Linked DNA regions of Rattus norvegicus: region 1 is linked to region 2. A link is a contact called in public Hi-C data. All regions are on one chromosome and are shown on one strand. Each heading gives the region's core, a stretch centred on a gene start, on an enhancer-like site or on the middle of the called end of the contact. The rest is flanking DNA. Distances are from core to core; before and after follow the strand shown.

Evidence for each region. A called contact is a pair of places that touch in the nucleus more often than the background predicts.
Region 1: a Hi-C map of the A7r5 cell line shows a contact between it and region 2, with 2.0 times the contacts expected there. The contact joins the enhancer-like site here to the promoter of Micu1 in region 2. A contact is called at or near these places in 2 of 12 Hi-C or Micro-C datasets (the A7r5 cell line and the Rat2 cell line).

Annotation. Positions count from the first base shown.
Region 1 is chr20:28,250,998-28,256,039 of GRCr8, forward strand. All of the region lies in intron 4 of Micu1 (mitochondrial calcium uptake 1), which reads left to right. Among named protein-coding and RNA genes, the nearest start is that of Micu1, 42 kb to the left of the region's middle. Within about 2 kb of position 2,089, at least 12 of the 93 cell types and tissues checked have an H3K27ac peak or open chromatin away from gene starts, as enhancers often do.
Region 2 is chr20:28,210,366-28,215,283 of GRCr8, forward strand. Micu1 (mitochondrial calcium uptake 1) reads left to right here and starts at 1,409. Exons shown (of 12, transcript NM_199412.2): 1 at 1,409-1,442.

The DNA.
Region 1 (5,042 bases), core at 839-3,338, 41 kb after region 2:
CGTCCTACATAAACTGAATAGCTACTGTGAGTGCTGTACACCAAGCACCCTTCTTGTCCTCACAGGAAGCTGGAATAACGAACAAGTGCTCTTCTGAGAATCAGAAGGGAGATTCTGATGCAGTGAAATGAGATCTAACCAGAAAGTGGCCTCACTTTCATTTGCTCATTAGCAAGAATTCATTAGCCAGCAAATGAATTCATTGAGTCAGCAAATAAAATCTGCTGCTCCTGCATGAGGTGAAGAGTAAAGGCAGTAGATTCCTGTTTCAAGCCAGTTGGTGTTGGAGCCTGCCTTTGATCCCAGCATTTGGGAGGCAGATGATCTCTGTGAGTTCAAGGCCAGCTTGAACTACAAAGCAAGTTTCAGGACAGCCAGGGTTACACAGAAAAACTGTCTCAAATCTACCCCCATCCCCACATACATACACACATGGGGGTGGGGGATAATTCAGGGCAGCCACAGGTACACAGTGAAACTCTAGCTCAACCCACTTACCAGTGAGGAAACAGGCCCTGGCTCAGCTGTGACAGAGCCTCTGCCTGGATTACCCACCTCTGGCCTAAGGAGAAAGATCTTTGTCACCCATGGGGTGGAAACTGGCTTCACTTTCATATGCTCATTAGCAGGAATTCATTAGCCAGGATGTTGATTCAGCAAAATAAAATCTGCTGCTTCTGCGTGAGGTGAAGAGTAAAGGCGGTAGATTTCGGTTGCTTAGAGTTCTGTCTTCGGCTGCTCTCCAGCCAACCGTTCCAATTTCAGCCTTGTCTTGTCATGACTTCACACGTGAATATCCCAGGATTCCCAGAGGTTCGAAATCTGTGAGAGTCCTAGTTTTAGAACTGTTTAAAATATCTTAAAACACGGACTATCCAAGGCCCCCAAATTAAACCATTTGACATGAGCTGATGAGTTTCAGTGTGAAAAGGTGCCTAAGAATACTTGTGTACTAAATATCAGAACTGTCTAGAGAGGAGCCATGGGTGAGTGTGAAGCACATTAAAAGGACCCACACGTAGTGTGCTCCTTGAACGTGTGTCACCCCCACTGTGAAGGTGATGCATCACCACCATCCTTGCATGGGATGGCGACTCCGTTATAGTAAAAACTGTTTCTCACCAGCCATGGTAGCACACGCCTTTAACCCCAGCCAACACTCAGGAGGCAGGGGCCCGTGGATCTCTTGAGTTCCAGACAGCCAGGGCTACACAGAGAAGCCCTGTCCCCAAAAAATGAAACCAAAACTCTTTCTCAGTCGTTGTGTGGTGCAAGTACTAGAAGTGTGGCCTGTGGGTAAAAGTTCCGTGAACAAAGGAGTCGGGGCAGAAGCACGCCCTATGGTAAGGTTGGCCTCCGTCCTTTCTACCGTACCAACCCAGCTGACTTTTTATCTTGTGGCTTCCTCTACACAGGGGAATCAAAATGTGAATGGAGAAGCAGGGCTCACTGTATATCTCAGGTATCCTGGCCTCTGTGTTCCCTTGAGAATCACACTTTACAGTTTTAAGGACAATCTTGCCTATAAAGAACACTTTCAGGGCTGGAGAGATGGCTCAGTGGTTAAGAGACTTCCAGAGAGGTCTTGGGTTCAATTCCCAGCAACCACATGGTGGCTCACAACCGTCTGTAATGGGATCTGATGCCCTCTTCTGGTGTGTCTGAAGATAGCTACAGTGCACTCATATAAATAAAATTTAAAAAAGAACACTTTCCGTCAGTGACCCATAACTGAGTCTGCAGCACTGTTCTTTTCTGTGCACCTCCTGTGCTCTGCTTGTATTGATTGTTGGTTTGTTTACAGTTTCACTATGTCTGCTTTTACTTTTGATGTCCTGCAGTCCTGTTCTTGCAGAGCAGACCAACTACAGCCAACTCCCTGGTTCTTTATGGCCCATAAAACAGAGAATGTATTTGTACATTTTTAAGGGGAGGAGGAACACGAGAATATTTACAGCATGTAAAAATTAGGTTCAATTCAGACGTCATCGTTCGTAAGAAATCATACAGGCAGAGCACACTCATTCCCTGGTGATAGTTTCCCAGCTGGAAGAGCCGTGGGAAGTAGTTGGGATAGACCTTAAGCACACAATCTATTAACTTGAAGTATTCATTTCCTGTGGTTTCAAAAAGGGATTGTGCTAGCCCTTGGTGTTGGGCGTTGTGTGGGAGTTAAACATGAGCTGCCTATGTTGTTACAAAGTTAATGTCTCCTGTATTAGCTTGCACAGGGTTTAGAAATCTAAGCTCTTTCAAACCAGTACAGTTTTTGAGGACATTTAGAACTATGTATGCTGTTGTATAGGGGATAGCCAATTTTTTTTTTTAATTTGCCATAGGGATAGAGTCTTGGAGCTGGGGACCGAACCCAGGGCCTTGCGCTTGCTAGGCAAGCGCTCTACCACTGAGCTAAATCCCCAACCCCACAAATAGTAAATATTAAGGCTTAGCTGATTCAACAGCAATGCAATAAATACCACTCTTCTCCCTGGAGATCTAAGGAAAAGAAAGTGAGTTGGCTGGACATGGCCTGAAGGCTGTCGCTTGCCAAACTGTGCCTCTGTGAACTCGTTAGGATTGGGCAACGAAATAAATAGTGTGCAGCAAAAGCAGTGCCTGAGGTACTGTGCTCACGGTTCGCTCGCCTTGGCTTTCCTACTGCTGTGATTAGCTTAACCTGCTAATGAAGGACCTCGAAGCTTTGGTGAACATGGCTGAGGAGCAAAGTGATGTAAGTTGCAGTCCATTTGGAAAGTCTGTTTGGGTTGGAGACAGCTGATGAGTCGTGATTACTCAAAAGTATTGAGCTTAGAGGATGGCATCAGGGGACCGACGTGCCAGCCCACAAGGGCTGTAGAGGACCAGCGGCAACTGAGGAAGGCTGGATCGGGACAGGTGCCCGCCCCCCAGAAGAGCACACCTATTGTTGTCCAGCCTGCAAATGTACTATGTACAAGTAACGACACACATGGCGTGTGATAACCTTTAATGAGAACAGAGGCTGTGATTTGAATTTGAAGGAGAATGGGGAGGGGCCTATGAAATATTTTTAATTTTTAAAAGTATTGAATTTAGGTATCTGGTAGCCATCGTGGCCCAGACTTATGAAGCACCGTCATTTTCCCCTTTGTGTGTACGTATGTGTGTATGTGGACAGATTTGAGCAGATTTGTGTGGACATGTAGAGGCCAAGAGTCATCTTTGCTCTGTCCACCTAGCTTTAGGAGATAGGGTCTCACGGTAACCTGGAGTTTGAAGAGTTCAGCTGACTTCTACACACACACACACACACACACACACACACACACACACACACACACACACACACACACCCCGCTCTGGGATTACAAACCTGTGCAGCCACTCCTACCTTAGCATTGTAATTCTCAGGAATTTTGCATACCAGTTCAAAGTATCAGACCTCACCCAACGCTAATTGCATGAGACGTTGCTGAAATCTGAAACGTTGATTATAAAAAGATTAGACTTAGTGGAGGCCAAGGAATATGTGATCAAAGGACATGAAAGCTAGGAAGATAAAGTCGATTACTGTTCACACGCCGCCTTACAGGACACAGGAGCTGTCACACTGAAGATCATGGTCACATCCTCAGTGTTCCAGATGTTTTATAAAGCTTGGGCTATTGAAGTCTTATTTTCTACACTGTCAGCATCTTGTGCGAGCCCAGAAAATTGACTTTGCCTCATTATAAAAGACTTTGAAGTTTGTCACAGTTTACACATTCTGAATTGTGAATTTACTAAATGGCTCCTATTATGGCCCACTTCTCCAGCCCCGCCTGTGAACGATGTGACGTGGGTAACCTGCTGAGCTTGTGTGTAAATGTGCTCCCATGTTGCTCTCAAGATTGCCTGTCCCTGCAGAAGTGGCGTGGCCACTGACTGGACCGGTCACTGACTGGGCCACTCTGTGTTCGTGGGAACTGGTGGTTGTCATACTAGGATGGCTTGGTCTCTGCTTAGTCATCTAAGATGTGGCCCGCTGCCTGTGTGCTTCTTTCTTCAGAGCTTGCCTGGGTTTAGCGCTACTGTTCTCCCCTCATACATGTTTTCCTGGATGCTCTGTGGAGTATGTAAATGTTTTCCTGTATTTTATTTAAGTGATCTTTTTCTATCTTGACTATATTTCTTTTACTATATTTAGTGATTGTCATGGGGATTACACATACTTCCCACAGTGTTGTGTGAGAATTTAGTTTTACCACTTCAGGTGGAATAGATACCTTACCATGGGAAGCCCTTTCCTGCTTTATGCTGCGGCACGTAACCATTTAAATTATCTAGTATTTATTCCAATAAAGACACGGAGGTGTTAACTGAGGTAAACCCTGCTGGCTCAGTGAGGTAACTTTATTTTCTTAACTATATACAGAATACTTACAAGCCTGATTCTGCAACTAAACTGCTAGCTCTTTAGAAATCTCTGTCTAGTGAGTCACCCTTTCTTTTGAGCTCTTCCAAACCCAAGAGGGCTCCTTAGCTGTCTTTTCTAGGAAACTGTTTTACTTGTGTCCTTTCCAGCTGCTTTTCTGTAGTTCCTGCAAGCCCAAAGAGAAAGTCCTTCTCTCTTCCCCAGAGCTCCTCTATAAAGGCTCTTCCAAGGAGAGAGAAAGTGAGAGAGGATCAAAGGCCCAATTGTTTATAAAAATCTCTAACTCCTCCCCTATACCCCTGACAAGCTGTCACCGTTGTGGGGGTTGGGGCTCCAAGCCAAGTCAGGGGCAGAACCTTTTCACCTTTTGGTGGGGTAGTTCAAGGCCACCCAGCTCTCTTTGCCTCTGGTCATAGAGCGGGGACCATAGGACCTCCCTCAAGCAGCCTGCCTTAAATTAGGCAGGAACTTCCCATTCTTTACCGTTGGTGTCTCTGGAGATGTTTAGAGGCATACCCAAACCGCACCTCTTCAAGACACCTAACTGCATCCCACAAATGCAATATCTAGTTAAGATTTTGTATTTTACTAACAGTTAGGTTGTCTATGTACAATAACCAAATATCCTGTAACCGTGGTATAGCCTATC
Region 2 (4,918 bases), core at 159-2,658:
TGGGTGGAGGTTAGAGAACAATATGCTATGTATGTAGCTGAGGACAACCTAAGGACAATTCCTGATCCTTCTGCCTCCCTCTCTACAGAGGTTATGGTCATATATATACCAGCATGCCCAACTTAACCATTGCCTTGCTTGCTTGATCTTGATGGATTTTTATGTTTAGTTTGGTTATTCAGATAGGATCTTATAGAGCCCATACTAGCCTAGCCTCAAACCCACTACGTAACTAAGTATGGCTTTGAACACCTGATCCTAGTGCCTCTGCCTCTCAGACGCTGAGATTACAGTTGTATGCTACCACATCTGGCTGAAAAACTTCATTCAGGGGTTGGGGATTTAGCTCAGTGGTAGAGCGCTTGCCTAGCAAGCGCAAGGACCTGGGTTCGGTCCCCAGCTCCGAAAAAAAGGGAAAAAAAAAAAAAAGAAAAACTTTATTCAACAACTTATATATTGATGATTTTTCTCTTTACCTTGTTCAGATAAAGAGTTAATTTGCCCCGTGAGCCTCCAAAGTGTTCTATGGTATTTATGATGCAATGTGAAATTTACAAGTTTTGGAGCTAACAAGAGAAGCTTCTCAAGAGAAGACTTTTACTCTCTCCCTATCTCCCTCCCTTCTTCCAAGTCTGTCTGTTTGTTCCACAGCATGAATCTGAAGGTTAGAGAACAGCTTGCATCAGTCAGTTCTCTGCTTCCACAGTAGGTGTCCTGGGACTCAAATATGGGTTATCCAGCTTGGTAGTAAGATTCCTTACCTGCTAAACTCTTTTTCATAATTTGACACTAAGTAACCCACACTAGCCCCTAAGTTCCAAGTGCTAGGAGACTAGTTGGGGACGGTCTGCAAGGAGTGAGAGTGAACTGGAGGTGGATAGGATTAAGATACATTATATCTTATGAAACTGTCAAAGGATAAATAAAAGATGTTTCTAAAAAAAAACAGTGGAAGCCTCTAGACTGGTGGGAAGAACCTCGTTATCTCTTTCTCACTTACGGAAGGGCGGGATTTAACTAGAAAGAGGCACAGAAGAGGTGCACTTGAACACCAGAGAAACAAAATCAGCAAAGGAATGCAGGAGGGATTTTGCAAACCAGCCAGCTTTCCCGCCTTCAGCGCTGGAGTTGCGCGATCATGTGGGTGGGGCCGAGGACAGGGCAGGCCCCCAGGCGAGGGCGGAGTCTCGACTCGGGGCCGGATCCGAAGGGTGGACCGGCCCCAGGGTAGGGCGGGGTTGCTTCTCCGCCCCTCCCCATTCCCCCCCACCCCGGTTCCTCCCCGCTCTGTTTCATCAAGATCCCGACAGGCCCAGCGGCTAAGGGAGTCACGTGAGAGTGGGCGGAGGAGGCAGAGCTGGGCTCCACGGCTTCTGCGTCTCTATGGTTGTCAGAGGTGGGCGGCATTCTCCGAGTTGCTGCTAAAGCTGGAGCGCGGACGGGTGAGTGTGAGGATTTTGATCGCCGTGCGGAGACAGGGGTTGAGGGGGAGGGGGAGCCGGCACGTTTTGGGGACGAGCCTTTCGAGAAGCTCCGAGATCTGGTCACTTTTCAAGTCCGCCGGGGACTGCTGTCTTAGTGATGCTGTTGGCGATATGCTGAGGGGACTCTGTCCTCCGCTCCCTTCACCCCATCATCCCTTATCCCTGTCAAGGAGAACTTGTAGTGCCCGACTTCTAGTCTCTGAGTGCATCCTCTCCACCCTCGGCCAGGACACAGGGGTAGCCCTCACTGGTTCTCCGAATTCGTGGCTGTGGTCAGAAGTGGATGGAGGAGTATAGAGCTGCGACAGAAAGATGACACATGTATCGGGGATAGAGAAAAGGGGGACAATCATGGGCTCCTTAGGGAGGCAAAACAAACTGCAGATTTCTCGGACTGTTCCGTTTTTATCCTCACCAGCAACTTCGCGTTCTCATTCTCCCTCTTTCTCTCTCTGCGCCCGGTCTCAATCGGGGCTTGCCCACATGATGTTTCGAGAATGAGCCAGGTATTATTGATTATATGGGAATGCTGGACGAATAGTTTAAGGCGGACTGTGTTTTATAATTAGTTGTCACCTTAATAAATCCTAGGGTTTGTCCTTTTTTGTTTTACGTTTGCAGTCCCTTTCAGTTGCTTGAAGTGCAAATATTTGTACCTGTAAATAGAGTAAAATTTTATAACTAAGAGTAAATAATTTTCTTCCTGAGACGCTTCGGAAAGACCCTTTCTGTTGGTTTTTAAATGGATGTTTTGATCCACTTTTGGGGTGGCTCCCTTAATAACCTCTGTTTACTTTAAAGGAGTCAGTAGGATCAGAAGGGAGGTGATTTAGCAACATTAGAAAGAAATTGTGCGGACACAGCTGTTGGCGAGTTTAGGTTTCACTGATTGTCAGCATTTGAGACATAACAAACAGTTGGCCGACTTGACCATCCTGAATGTTTTGCTTAGTTAGAATCTTACCCTAAAGAGTTTGGAGCACCACTTACCTAGGAAGGTGTTCTGGCCTCCAGCCACTTTGTTTTGTTTGAGTTCTTTTTTTGAGGCAGGTTTTTCCCCTTATCACTTGGTTTGGCCTTGAAGTCTGAATCTTTCTGTCTCAGCCTACGGAATGGTGGGTGGGATAACAGGCCTGCCTGGACCTTGCAGGCTTCAATAGGTTCAGTCCCCCACTTCTCAGAAATCTTTGATTCTGTCTCACTTAAAGACATCGCCCTGGCTACCTACCGACACCAAGAAAGTGTCAATGCCTAAGTACGGAGGGTCAGCACATTCAAAATAATGTTAGCAAGAAAGTGAAGATTCAGAAGTGGCTTGTGTGCCTGGAGAGAATGAGAGAACTAAGAAAGGCTGGTGAAAGCAAGGGCATTACTGCCTTTGTTGTTGTCTTCCTATATTTCACGGAGTGGTTACTGTATTCAGTAAATCCATCTGACCATCCGTCCATCCATCCATCAAGACAGTGCCTTACTGTGTTGCTCAAGCTGACCTTGAACTCTTGGGTATAAACAACCCTGCCTCAGGCTCTAACTTGCTTTCTAATACTTGGGAGAGAGAGAGAGGAAGAGAGAGAGAGAGAGAGAGAGAGAGAGAGAGAGAGAGAGAGAGAGAGAGAGAGAGAACCTAACAATACATAATTTCTCACATGATTGAATAACACAGGAAATAATTATAAGTTATATTTAACTGAACAACTACTTCAGACCTTTGTAATTATTTTAAAAACTCAAATAATTAATGAAGCTCCCCTCTTCAACCCCCACAGTTGGCCAGATACTTAATGGTAGTCTTCTGCCTCAGGCTCCTAAGTGCTGGGATTATAGGCATGTGCCTCCAGGCTGGCCAGTAAAGCCTTTCTTATATGTCATTTTTTCACTCTTAACCTGAGAAGCTAGTTTAAGATCTTGAACAGTTGAAAGAGCACATCCTAAATACTATCCATATTCCCCTCAAAGAGTTGTTTAGCATACTTCGTTTTATATAAAAATATTTTTTATATAAAAATAATTTTTTGAAAAAAGGTTTACCACAGCATTCCCCCATCTCATAATAGAAATAGCTTCCTTTGTTGCCCCCCAAAAAGTGGATTCTTTTCCAATAGGTGTTCTGTTTTAGTAAATCATGAGAAAAAAATGATAATTCTTTAAAAATACTAAATGTTACTCTCTGGGCATGTTTGAGAGGCCTGACCATTATCTTGGAGTGGTTTTTGTTTCTCACTACAAAAGTGGAAACTTTACACACACAAAAAAAGTAACATTGGGCTGAGTGTGGTGGTGCACGTTTTTATTCTGAGCTCTCTAGAGGCAGAAGCCAGTAGATGTCTTTTGAGTTCCACGCTATCCTAGGCCATCCAGGGATACATAGCCATGTCTCCAAAAAAAAAAAAGAAAAGAAAAAAGAGAGAGAGTTCACATACACATACACACACCAAGTCATGGTTATAACTGATCTTCAGAATCATTTCCCTTTTGAGGGATGTAATCGGGAACTCTAGGAATATAATTGAAACTTGGCCTTATACTCCTTAGGAAAGGTTAGCAGTAGGTTCGCACCCTGTAACCAACTGTAGAAACCCCAGAAGAGATCCTCATGTCTTCTACACATCTAGCACATTACTGTGTGGTGCCTCATTGGCCAGCAATGCCAGCTTGTGCCTTTGCTCATCCGAGAGGCTCTCCCTACTGCCAGGGGGTTAGAGCTTTTTGCGGCCAGGCTTGGGTTTCTTTCTTACCATAGACTAGGAGAAAGGACAACATGGTCTCACACCACACAAATTAACGGGAGGGATGGGGGAGTATTTGGTTTCTAAAGAAAAACAATTGTGGCGTTATGTCCTGCTGAAGGGAGGACAGTGGTGCGAAGACGGAAACAATAGTTAAAAGTATTTGTATTGGGGTTGGGGATCTAGCTCAGTGGTAGAGCGCTTGCCTTACAAGCGCAAGGCCCTGGGTTCAGTCCTCAGCTCTGGAAAAAAAAAAAAGTATTTGTATTCTAACTGAAGAAGTTCTCTTTTCCTTTGCGATATAAATTACTTATATTTGTAGTTTGGTTTTGCTTTTTAAAATGTTTATTATTAACTTACAAAATTTGAAATCTGAGCTCTTCCTTTGCATAGATGTGCATTATTACATGTGTGGTGTCTTGGCTCTGGAGTATATATATTTTTAGATTTATTTTAATTTTGTGTGTGTGTGTGTGTGTGTGTGTGTGTGTGTGTGTGTTTTGCCAGCACATGTCTTCACCATGTATGTGCCTGGTGCCTGGAGAGGCCAGAAGAGGCCATCAGATCCCTTGATCTGATGTAGTTGTGAGTCACCATTATGGATGCTTGGAACCGAACCCAGGTCCTTAACAAGAGCAGCAAGTGCTCTTAACTAATGAGCCATGTTTCCAGCCCCCAAGGATCTGAGTTTTGTAACCTGTAATATAT